Regions from separate parts of the Dromaius novaehollandiae genome. Here region 1 is linked to region 2. Evidence: chromatin contacts called from public Hi-C data. All regions are on one chromosome and are shown on one strand. Each heading gives the region's core, a stretch centred on a gene start, on an enhancer-like site or on the middle of the called end of the contact. The rest is flanking DNA. Distances are from core to core; before and after follow the strand shown.

Region 1 (5,196 bases), core at 929-3,428, 180 kb before region 2:
AAGAAGCAAGCGCACAGTAGATTTCCCATTTAAGACCACTGCCATTTCCATTCATATCAAGCTAAACTGAATGGTTCGGAACAGAGGATGAAAACATGCACAAAAAAAGATTACCTATACAAACGTCAGCTAGGACTGAAAATCCTAGAATTCAGCTAAACTTTCACAGAATTCCTGATCTGAACGGATTGAACTTGAACGATCAACACCAGAATACCACATTTGCATCTTACATATTTTTCAAAGTTTTTAATGTGCCACAATGACGTAAGATCTACTTTCTTTTGACATCATAATTAAGGTCGAAGTATATTAAGTTCTAGCTAAGTGTCTAACTATTAATGAACCTCTTTGTTAATAGGTAAGAAAGTTTTTGATCTTTACTCCACTTTGAGCAATAATGCTCTTCACTTCCAGAAGCTGCAGGATACCTGAACTGAACCACAACTTTCAGAAATATGGTTAACACAGTTCACAAATTGAGATGCTGTCTGATGCCTTCTCAACATTTTTGTGAAATAAAAGCACAGAAGTAGAAAAAACCACAACATTCCCGCCTTAATGAAGTCATTGGTTTCCTCACAGGGATCACGATTAGATGACAGCTGTGACAGTGAGGTGACCATTAATAGCCCAACACTAGACATCCAAACCAAGTGAGGAACTAATGAGTTAATTTTCAAACTAAGAAAATACTACAATTATTAAAAAAAACAAATAAATGCACCAAAGCAGGTCTTTGGAAATCTCTTCTAAGAAGATAAAAATATTTAATAAATGTTCATTAATGAGGCTTTTGAATGCTTACTCAATAGACAAATGTTGTCTTCACTGAAATAAGCTTAGACACAAAATATAATTATGAATCTGGGATGAAATCACAGGAGCAACAAAAAACTTGGGCATGAAAATATCAACTCCCACATGGGTAGCAAGCCCTTTTCTACTCTTACTTGGTGTAAAAGTGTATTGAAATTTGTCAGAAAGCCAACCTCTCAGTAGCTTTACTTTCATTTCTGGTGTCCAATACACTTAACCATTTCCTAACCATTCGGTTCTTGAAGGTAAGTCAGTTCTCTATAAAAACAGAAGTAGCGACAGCAGCCCCGCCTGCAGGTTTAGCCATACTGCAGAAACTGCCAGTTACTTCAAGTTTTTGACTTATTTCATCCAGATGTAAAAATTTGCCTAGGACAAGACCTCAATGATGTTTGTCTCACACTACTGCACGCTGCTATACTTACCTGGGAACGTGCTTGCATCTGCATTTACAGATGAGCTACAGTTTTCTTTCAGGAGATCATAAATGTTCGCAGCAGTCGCACCTGAAAGAAAAAAAGCGTTTCTTCAGTCTACTCCATTACAAAAGTAAAATCTTGGTTTCTTGCATATGGAGTGTAAACTGCAGTTTAATATTACAAGTTCAGTTTTAATCAAAACATCGATGTAAACATCTATGTCAACTACGGATTTCTCAGGAGGCCCAAGCGGCAAAGCTTCAAAGAACCTAGTTAAACTCTCGCACGTCTCTGGAATGTTCCACACAGCCAATGTCAATGTTGCAGTAAGACACAGAAATACTGAATTTTTGAGGGTTTAAGTCATTAGAGGCCCTTACTCTGACAGAAAATGGCTTTAATACGGTAGAAATCAAGAAAAAGCTAAAGCGGAGCCAGCATGATCTGAGTGCGGGTCCTAGACCAGTAACCTTAAAAAACAAAAGCCCTCGTCAAACAGGCCGCGGTGTCTCTGAGCCGAAGGCACCAGCCCCCCGGATTAAGCCCCAGTGACTCGGGCCGCGACGCCCCGCGCCCCCCGAGGCGGCGGTGTCCCCGGCCTTAACGCGCAGCCCTTTCTCACCGCGCGGCGCTTCGCTCGCGGCCGTTTTCGGCGCGGCCCAACGCCCCCCCCGGCCTCGCGGAGGGGCGATGGCGCGGCGGTGGCGGCCGCCGCCGTGTACCCCCCGCCCGCGGCGGTACCTGCTGCGGGCGCAGCCGCCGCGCCGCCGGCCCGGCGCTCCTCCCAGCGCAGCAGCAGCACGTAGCGGTCCATGGCGGTCGCCGCTCCAACCGCCCGCGCCGCTGCCCTCGCACCGCCCCTCACGGCGCGGCGCTTCCGCTTCCCGCTGCCGGGGGCGCTTCCTCCACCGGCGCGGGCCGCCATGGCCAGCTTCACCAAGGCGGCCCAGGTGAGCGCGGCCCTGCCGCCTCGGGGCGCAGCCAGCGGGAGCGGGCCCGGCGCGGCGCGGTGCCCCCGCGGTGCGCGGCGGGGCTCGAGGGCGGGCTGTGCCCCTCGCGGAGGGGGGCGGGGGCATGATGCAGGCCGGCGGCAGGAGGGCTCCGTTTCTGCCCCCCCCCCCCAAATGCCCAGAGTTGTTAGCTTCATACTGTTATTATCACTGTTATAAGCACTTATAACTTAGTGTGATGCAATAAATATATCAATCACAATACATAATAGCCTTTTCCCTTGCGAATTTATTCAGAGAGGGTGTGATCGAGTATTTATTGTATCTTGAAATGCCAAAGACGCGTTGATCTGCTCGGGCATTTATTTATGGTAGCGCGTTCGTTAAGCCAGCGTCTCGTTCCCCTCAGCAATGGGCGACCTTCGCCCGGGCCTGGTACCTCCTGGACGCGAAGATGCAGCCGCCAGGGAAGATCGCGGCTGTGACCGCGGTGAGGCTCGAAGGCAGGCACAAGCCCATCTATCACGCGCTCAGTGAGTATGGCCGTAGGCAGAAGCAATCCTGCTTTCCTTCCTCTGCTTCTTTCGATTTCGGTTTTAAAATCAAGCCTGATTTATAAGGTTACATTTTTCAAGCCTTTGTAGAAGTCTCCGTTTTCCCTCTCGCCTTTGGCCTTTATTCCTCTCCACAGCCTTATGTTACCGTTTTGGCCAACCCATATAAAGCTTATTTTTGTTTATTTACTTATTTATTTCCTCTTAATAATTGTATTACAGTGCCGTTGTGCTCCCATTTTCTTAAAAGCTTGAAATGTGTTTCTTTTCATTTATTGTAAACATAAAGATTTAGCTTTCAGCACACATAACAAAACGATGGTGTGAGTCTTGTTTAAAGGTCCTGAATAACACTTTTCAATGTATAGCTGCAAAACACCACAGAATCTTGGAGCGACTCTTAATTCTGCAGAAGGTGCAGGTAAGTCCTGTATTCTTGAGAAGCCTGGGACCTGTATGTGATTTCCAAATGGTAGATGTGATCGTTGTTGAAAGATATCTTTCTGTTTAAATGAAAAGTTTGTTTTGGTTATCTCCTAATTAGAAGATTCCACAGTAAAGACTTTGTCTTTGATCTTGTGTATTATTTGTGCTACCATAGTGTCTTCCACACTGTGATAAGTAGTAAAAAAGTGATCCTTACTCAAAATACTAAAATTGATGGTATAATATTCGCTGTAATGCTCATGCAAACTTTTGAAGAGATGTTACTGAAACAGAAGTGAAGCATTAAACTTCAGCTCCTACATGTAGAATGTACATCATAAAATTAGTCTTTTTCTGAATTTCAAAATAAAAGGTATTATACGTAGTGTTCTCAAGATTATTTAAAAACACAAATTCTACTTCCGCAAAATGTTTTTTATCCACAAGATGTCACTGGAGACTAAGGCTGTTTAAAAATTAAAGCAGACAGTGGGAGGAAATGTTTTTTATTGTCCTCTGGAGAAGATCTTTCATCATTTGCTTTTATATTCTTTAAATTATAAAATCCTGGAAAGTTATTTCAAGGATGACTCTATTTGGTCTAAAGCATTCCATAAATCAGTACCAAATGCATTATACCTATTTAGTGTACTTATGAAATATGAAAGTAGAGATTAATATCCAGTATTGATGTTGACAGACTGCTACTATTAAGAGACAGTTTGTACTCTGTAAGAGAGTAGAGTATATGTGAATTTGCGGTTGATGTATTCAACAGGTTATTTCAAACTAGCAAGAAATATTTTAATATCTATGAAAGAACAGTTCCTTAGATGGAATAACACAGATTTTTTTTTTTAATTAGGTACAAGGACATGATTATTCTACAAAACCATTATTTCACTTATTGTTTTGAAAAGTATGGGGAACTAAACTTAAGCTATGGGTAGGGAAGGAAAGAAATTTGATTACATTTACCTTCTGTTTTAAGGGTAGTCTTCCATTGTTCTCTGAAGTATCACGCTTTTAGATGCTGCTGAACCGTATGGCTTAAATAAGGTGATGCAGCTTGTCATTTGTGGGGTTTGGACCTAGACTTTCAGATTTCTTCTGCATGATTCCTTCTCTCCACCTTGACTCTTTCCCTTGCATCCTATGTTTTTGAGCAGCTTGACAATACAGAATCAGAAATAGTAGCTAGGTGAGCCAGATTTGCCAAAATATGGACAGCCTGGTTCCTTATATTGCATTGTCAGTAAGCACAGATGAACCTGTTACGTTGTTTGGGCAGTATTTGCTGCTTAAATGACTGATCTCTGCATCCTTGAAGGAGAAGACTAGGCTGGATGAAGTGTTCTACAAGCCAGATCTAGTGCAGGTGTCACTCTAGTTTGGAATGTTAACTTTTCTTCCAGGCATTATAAGCTAAGACTTCCTTTAAAATGAAAAATTTGGCATGTAGGTTGTCAGCATTTGACAGTGTGGTGCCTGCCTTCGATCAGAATTTAGTCCTTGATTAAAATGTATGTACCTGAATCATGTGTTTTTTACTGTGAGATAAGAATTACTGAAAATTTATAAACCTTCACTTTCAAAATTATTTTTCTTGATATAGAATGGAATTACTGTAGTGGCTTACATAGTGTTTCACCTGAGGAGGTACAAAACGTGCTATATGTAACAAATAATATGTAGCATAATAAGATGTACTGGCCTTGTTTTTGTGTATTTTTTGAGAAAGTATACTTTATAAAAGAATAATTCAATATTATGGTGTGAAAATACTCTGAAAGAAGAGTTTTCTTGCATGATTTTTTGAATGTTTTTCAAAAATAGGATGCAATTTGACTGTGTTTTTGCATACAGTAAGTTTTTTTTACTTTCTTCTTATTGAGTACAGCCATTCCTGAGGTGGTGGGAGCAACACTGTTTTAAAAACAAGTGGAGAATAATATATTAACTTGAAATTTCAAAGGAGACCTGAGGTATACGTAAACTTGATCTACTTTAAAGAGAACAGGTTGCACT
Region 2 (5,206 bases), core at 706-3,205:
TAGTCTAGACACTGAAATATTCACTCACAGTGGTGCCTCAGTTCCCAATCTGCTGGAGCAGATGTAAGCCCTCCTTCCAAAGAGGTGCTATAAACACTACCTGACTGGCAATCTTGGGTAAAGCCACTCTCCACTTCTCCTTTTAGAGAAGATCCACTGGAGAAGGTAAGATTTACCGACACATACATAACTGGCACTAGATAAAAAACAACCTGCACGTGACTGCGCTTCAAGGCTCACTTCAGAGGAACACAGAGGCAACCATGAGTCTGCAGCCACCTTGTGGCTGAGGACACCAGGGAATGAGAAGAAATACCCTAATCCCGCTCCTTTATACTGTGTATCACTTTTCATAATTATTTTACCAAGTACTTATCCGACAAAATAGCCCTGGCAGCAGAGCCCACTGTCCAGCCTGCCCTCCCAAGCCAGGCGCCCACAGTGCTAGAGCAGCCTGGCTCCCCTCCCCTCCTCGCCAGGCCAGGCCTCCACAGGGCATCCATCCACACAGACACCTTCTGCGGAGGGGTGAACGCGCCTCTGCGGACCCCCAGCCGCAGAGGAGACTAGCCTCCACCCTCCCTGCCGCCGGTGGGGTCTGCTGGAGGAATGCCCCCTTGCCAGGTCCCTGTTAACGGCAAGAAACTGCGTGACCCAGCCCAGAGGCAACGTGGGACATGTCCTACACCCAAGGCTTTGTCACGCGTTGGCGATTTCCAGCGTTTCCAAGACGGCAATCGTGGCTGAACCTAGGCACGGCCCAGGAGAGCCCCCAGTGGGGCGCCGGGCACGAGGCCGCGCTCCCCCAGCACCACGGCCTCCGCACAGCCCGGGGCGCCCGTCCCCGAAAGAAGACACACGGGTTATTTCTCTTATTTTATGTTTATTATGGAAGAACGTGACCCAGCGCCGACCCGCAGCCTGCGAACGGGCACGGGCTGCTCGGGCCGGGGGAAGAGCGCGGTCTGCCCCGTCCCGCCGCCGCTGCCTCGAGGGCCCGGCGTGGCCGCGGCCGCCTCACGCGCCGCGCCGCCCCCACGCGGGGCGAAAGGGCGGGAAAGGCGGCGGCGCCGCCCTGCAGCCGCGCTCGGCGCTCCGCACCCCGCAACACGCCGCGGCGCCAGCGGGGCCGCTGCCCTCCCCCCCACACACCCCCCCCCGCGGCGGCGGGGGCCTCCACCTGCAGCCCCAGTGGCTCCGCGCCTCCCCCTGCCGCGGGGGCGCCGCCACCGCCGCAGCCCCCCGATCCTCTCCGCGAAGCTGCCCCGGGCAAACAACCGAAAGCCGCCAGGGTGGAAGCGCGTTTCTCCCCCCCCCCCCCTTTAGAAGTTAAGGGGACGGCGAGGGGCAGCACCGCGTGAGGCGCAGGGTCTCCCTACCCCCCCGCAAGCGCTTCCCGCCCCCACGAAGCCCCGGCGCCGCTGAACGACGCGCTCCGGGCGCCGGAGAGAGGCACCGGCAGAGCCGAGCCGCCTCGACGCCGCGCTCCCCCCGGCCGCGGCGGGCAGCAGCGAGACCCCCTGTTTTAAGACTTTTTTAAAAAACTCGTGTTATTTTTTGGAAGCGCCGCTTCCGCACGCGTTTCTGCGAGGGCTCCCCCCGCCGCCTCCGCTTCCCCCCACCCTCTCCAGCAGTTCGCCCCCCTCCCCGGGGAGCAGCCGCCCGCCGGCTCTGCAGGTGGCGAAGAGCCGCCGCGGGGGGGCCCGGCCGCTCCCCGCCCGCCGCCCCGAGGGAGCCGCACACCGACCTGCGCGGGCATCGGCGGCGCCCGGCGCGGCCCGTCCCGTCCCGTCCCGTGCCGTCCCGTGCCGTGCCGTGCGCGCCGCTCGCTGGCTCGCTGGCGGGCGGTGGGTGTCAGCGTGCCGCGGGGAAGGCTGCCTGCCCACCGCTCCGGCGGCGCTTCCCCTGCATCCGATAAGGCGAGCGGGCAGGGAAAGGAGGCGGGCGGTTAGGGAGGGAAGGTGCGGAGAAGGGGGGAAAGGAGGCACGAGCGAGCGCTGACGTCCGAGCGACTCGCCCAGCGCTGCCGGCGGGGGGGGGGGCGGGGGGGGCAGCGCTAGGTCTGCAGGTGCTCTGCTTTGCTTCTCCTTTTTTTTTCTGTTTTCCTACCTTTTAACTCGTTTTTCGCTCCCCCGAGTTGCTAATTCGCTTAGTTTTAAGTAATGCAGAAGGTGCCTCTTCTGCGGCACCGCTTGGGTTGCAGGTATCCCTCCCGCCGGTTATTGCAACATGCAGATTAATGACTCATCGGGGAATTATTTCTATTAAAGTGTCCCAGTGCTTGTCTGGCTTAATATAAACCTTGATTAAACGTGCCATAGTACACATGCACGTTTTTGCCATATGCAGAGACTATATCTATATCCTATCAAGGAAGGATGCTATACCCTACAATATACCCTACTGAAGTTACAGCTAAGCCTCCTGCTTGTGAAGCCTATACGTGCCTAGCATTCGGGAGAGGAGTGAAACTATTCATCCCAGTGTGCCTGATCATCTGCATAAAGTTAGTAATGCAATCACCGAAGGATTGTGTTTAAAGAAACAACAGATATAGGTGAAACAGAGGTGTGCATCTCTTTGCTAATGTAAGTAGGGATCACTTCTAGGGAAGGGGGACACTAAGTCCCGGTGAGATGCTTGCGAGTTGTGTAATGACCTTAAACCCTGTAAAGTGGGAGCTTCTGAGTCTGATTCCCAGCCCTCTGGACTCTTGTCCAAAGTCACTGTGCTCAGCTATCTTTCTACTGAAACCTCAGAAGTGGTTAAACTACAGAGAAACTCTTTAAGCTCTGCTGTTTTCTGTAGCAAAGCTTAAAAATCATAAAGCAATCTGAAGACTTTAGGCTTAGGCTTTCTCCCAGATCCTATGGGATCCAGGAGATCCTGTCCTCTCCTGTAATGCCAGGTGTGTGCAGTGGCCAACACTTGGTACCTGTCAAGAGGAGAGCAGCTTGCAAGACCGTGATTCATCTGAAGTAATAACAAGTTCAGCTCACTGATATGTGATGCCTTTTTTACCTTTTCAGTCCCTAATTTATGTATATAGCTTAGACAACAGTATCTAGAAGACAAGGAGGCAGATGGATAGGTCTATTTGCAAAACCCCTGAAGACTTAGTGAATGTAGAGAGATAAATCAACCTAATCCATGACTGCTTGCTGGCTCATGTGTATCAGGATGAGTCAAGGAGCAGTTTGCCAAAGGGAGAGTCTGATTCCCTGTTTCTGTCTCTCTCTCTTTGTTTTTTAATAATGTATTATGCAAAGTGCATGAGCACCATCCTGTGGCTGCGCCTAGTTAGAGTCCTGGGAGCCACAATTACAAGTCTTGAGTCCACTGGCCACTAAACAGACTGAAACCCTCTGCAGCCTCTGACTGACTTTATAAGGTAATTTTGAGCCATGTGTTTACATCAGCAATTAAACAAATCCTTTACATTTATGCAAAGTACATCATTTCAAGGGTAATTCTGCTGATTTTTTTAACAGCAATTCGTTTTCCTAATTTACAGAAATATTTTTATAGGAATTGTTTGCTTTTTAGGGTGAATGGTGCTTGTTGCCGTTGAGTTGTACTCGGCTTGCTCTGGAAAGCACCACAGAAGTCCTTGCATAGCTACAAGGAAGAGCTCATGTTGTTCAAAACTGGTTCTCATCATGCTTCTTTCATCCTGGGTTTTGTAACACCCTTTGAAAATGATGTTCCTATTAAGGTATGGCTTCCTCCAAAGAATTGTTGTAAGCTGCACATCTGGAAGTAGGGTAAAATCACAGAAGTAACGTATGAGCTGTATTGATTTATAAATGACTTACTAATGTTTCTTTCTTACCATGCTTTTGAAAAAAACTATTGAGTTTTGTAAGTAAATTTACCAAATATATGTTGGGCCCATGAACTTACTTTACACTAATTTGAATTGGCCAAGCCTCACTGATTTCAAAAGAGCAACACTGATTTACAGTCACATTTAAAAGTATTTTAACCAACAAGATATTGAACATCCTTTGCTTGGCTAGGGTAGATCATGTAAAATTCATTTAAATAGTATTACATGGGAATTATATTAAAAACATAACTCGAAACAATTGAACTAATCCAATTCAAGTGCCACAAAGAATAGAATTAGCACAGACCAGTGAGCTCAAAGTGAACTTGACTGAATATCTAATTTTAAAATTGAACCAAGTAATGGATCACGGAAAGCAGTATTTCTGGGAACTGAACAGAAACCAAACTAGTATGTTTGGTGGCTGTGGGGAAGAATTACTCAGTAACTATTGATTCTCTGCTTTTTAGAATATGGCCTTTTTATTTCTCTCATTTTCTCTGACATATTCATGAATGCAATGTTATTTGCTGTGCCATTTCTCACAAAACTTTTTGGGAAATAAGAGCACCAAGTTTTGGGGAAATCTTTAGATTGGAAATTGTTTGAAGTTAATCAGGTCTTTGATTACAATGATGTTTTAAAGGTGACTAGGTTTTTCCTAAGCTAATATATCTTACAAGGAGAAATACATTTTTTAAATGCCTTTTCTCTCTTCCCTTCCTCCTGAGTGCCCAAAAGGCCGAGTTACATTTGAAAATTTTAACTACAAAACTACCATTTGCATGACTAGGACTACTCACTCAAGCCTAATTAAAATTCACAGAATTTTATTTTGCTATCAAAAGAATTAAAGAACACACAGAAAGACAAAGGTAAAACCTGAGGTAAAGCACAGCTTACTTTTGCTTTAAATTTTGCAATTCTTATTAAATATGACTACTTAGAATGCTCTTTGGAAGGTGGTTTGCCAAGATCAGTCTGTCAACGCTTGTAATAATTAAGTGATTTATGAAGGCGTATGCTGAGAGATCTGAGAAGGATTTAGGAATGTATTATCCCCCCTCAAAAATAAACAGAAATGTTTTTGTGGAAAATGTAATTGTGATAAGCCATATTTAACATATTAGCTATACTTGCCTCTTGAAATTTCTTATCTTTAGTTGCTAAGACAATTTCTTAGTTATTTTGTGATATAAACATGCAGTAAAATTACTTCTGAAATGCGTAGTTATTTTTGGTGAAATGTTTTTTCTAGTGCCTTTCTTTGCGCAACAGCTGTTTCTCTGTTATCAGCCTCACAAATGTGGCTTTCTGCAGCTCGATTTTTAGCCAAGAACGGGCAGAGTAGTCCAGTTTTGCTTCGTTATTGGTCGG

What was found. Hi-C and Micro-C count contacts between places; a contact is called where the count stands out from the background.
Region 1: a contact with region 2 is called in a Hi-C map of liver, with 15 times the contacts expected there. The contact joins the promoter of MTBP here to the promoter of COL14A1 in region 2. A contact is called at or near these places in 3 of 4 Hi-C or Micro-C datasets (brain, liver and ovary).

The regions. Positions count from the first base shown.
Region 1 is chr2:155,980,142-155,985,337 of bDroNov1.hap1, reverse strand. MTBP (MDM2 binding protein) reads right to left here and starts at 2,178. Exons shown (of 22, transcript XM_026110074.2): 1 at 1,980-2,178; 2 at 1,245-1,325. The coding sequence starts at 2,163. MRPL13 (mitochondrial ribosomal protein L13) reads left to right here and starts at 2,107. Exons shown (of 8, transcript XM_064507834.1): 1 at 2,107-2,188; 2 at 2,598-2,721; 3 at 3,111-3,163. The coding sequence starts at 2,600.
Region 2 is chr2:155,800,201-155,805,406 of bDroNov1.hap1, reverse strand. It overlaps COL14A1 (collagen type XIV alpha 1 chain), which reads right to left and starts at 1,955. Exons shown (of 45, transcript XM_026110073.2): 1 at 1,748-1,955. It overlaps LOC135327638 (a long non-coding RNA gene), which reads left to right and starts at 3,546. Exons shown (of 3, transcript XR_010388043.1): 1 at 3,546-3,715.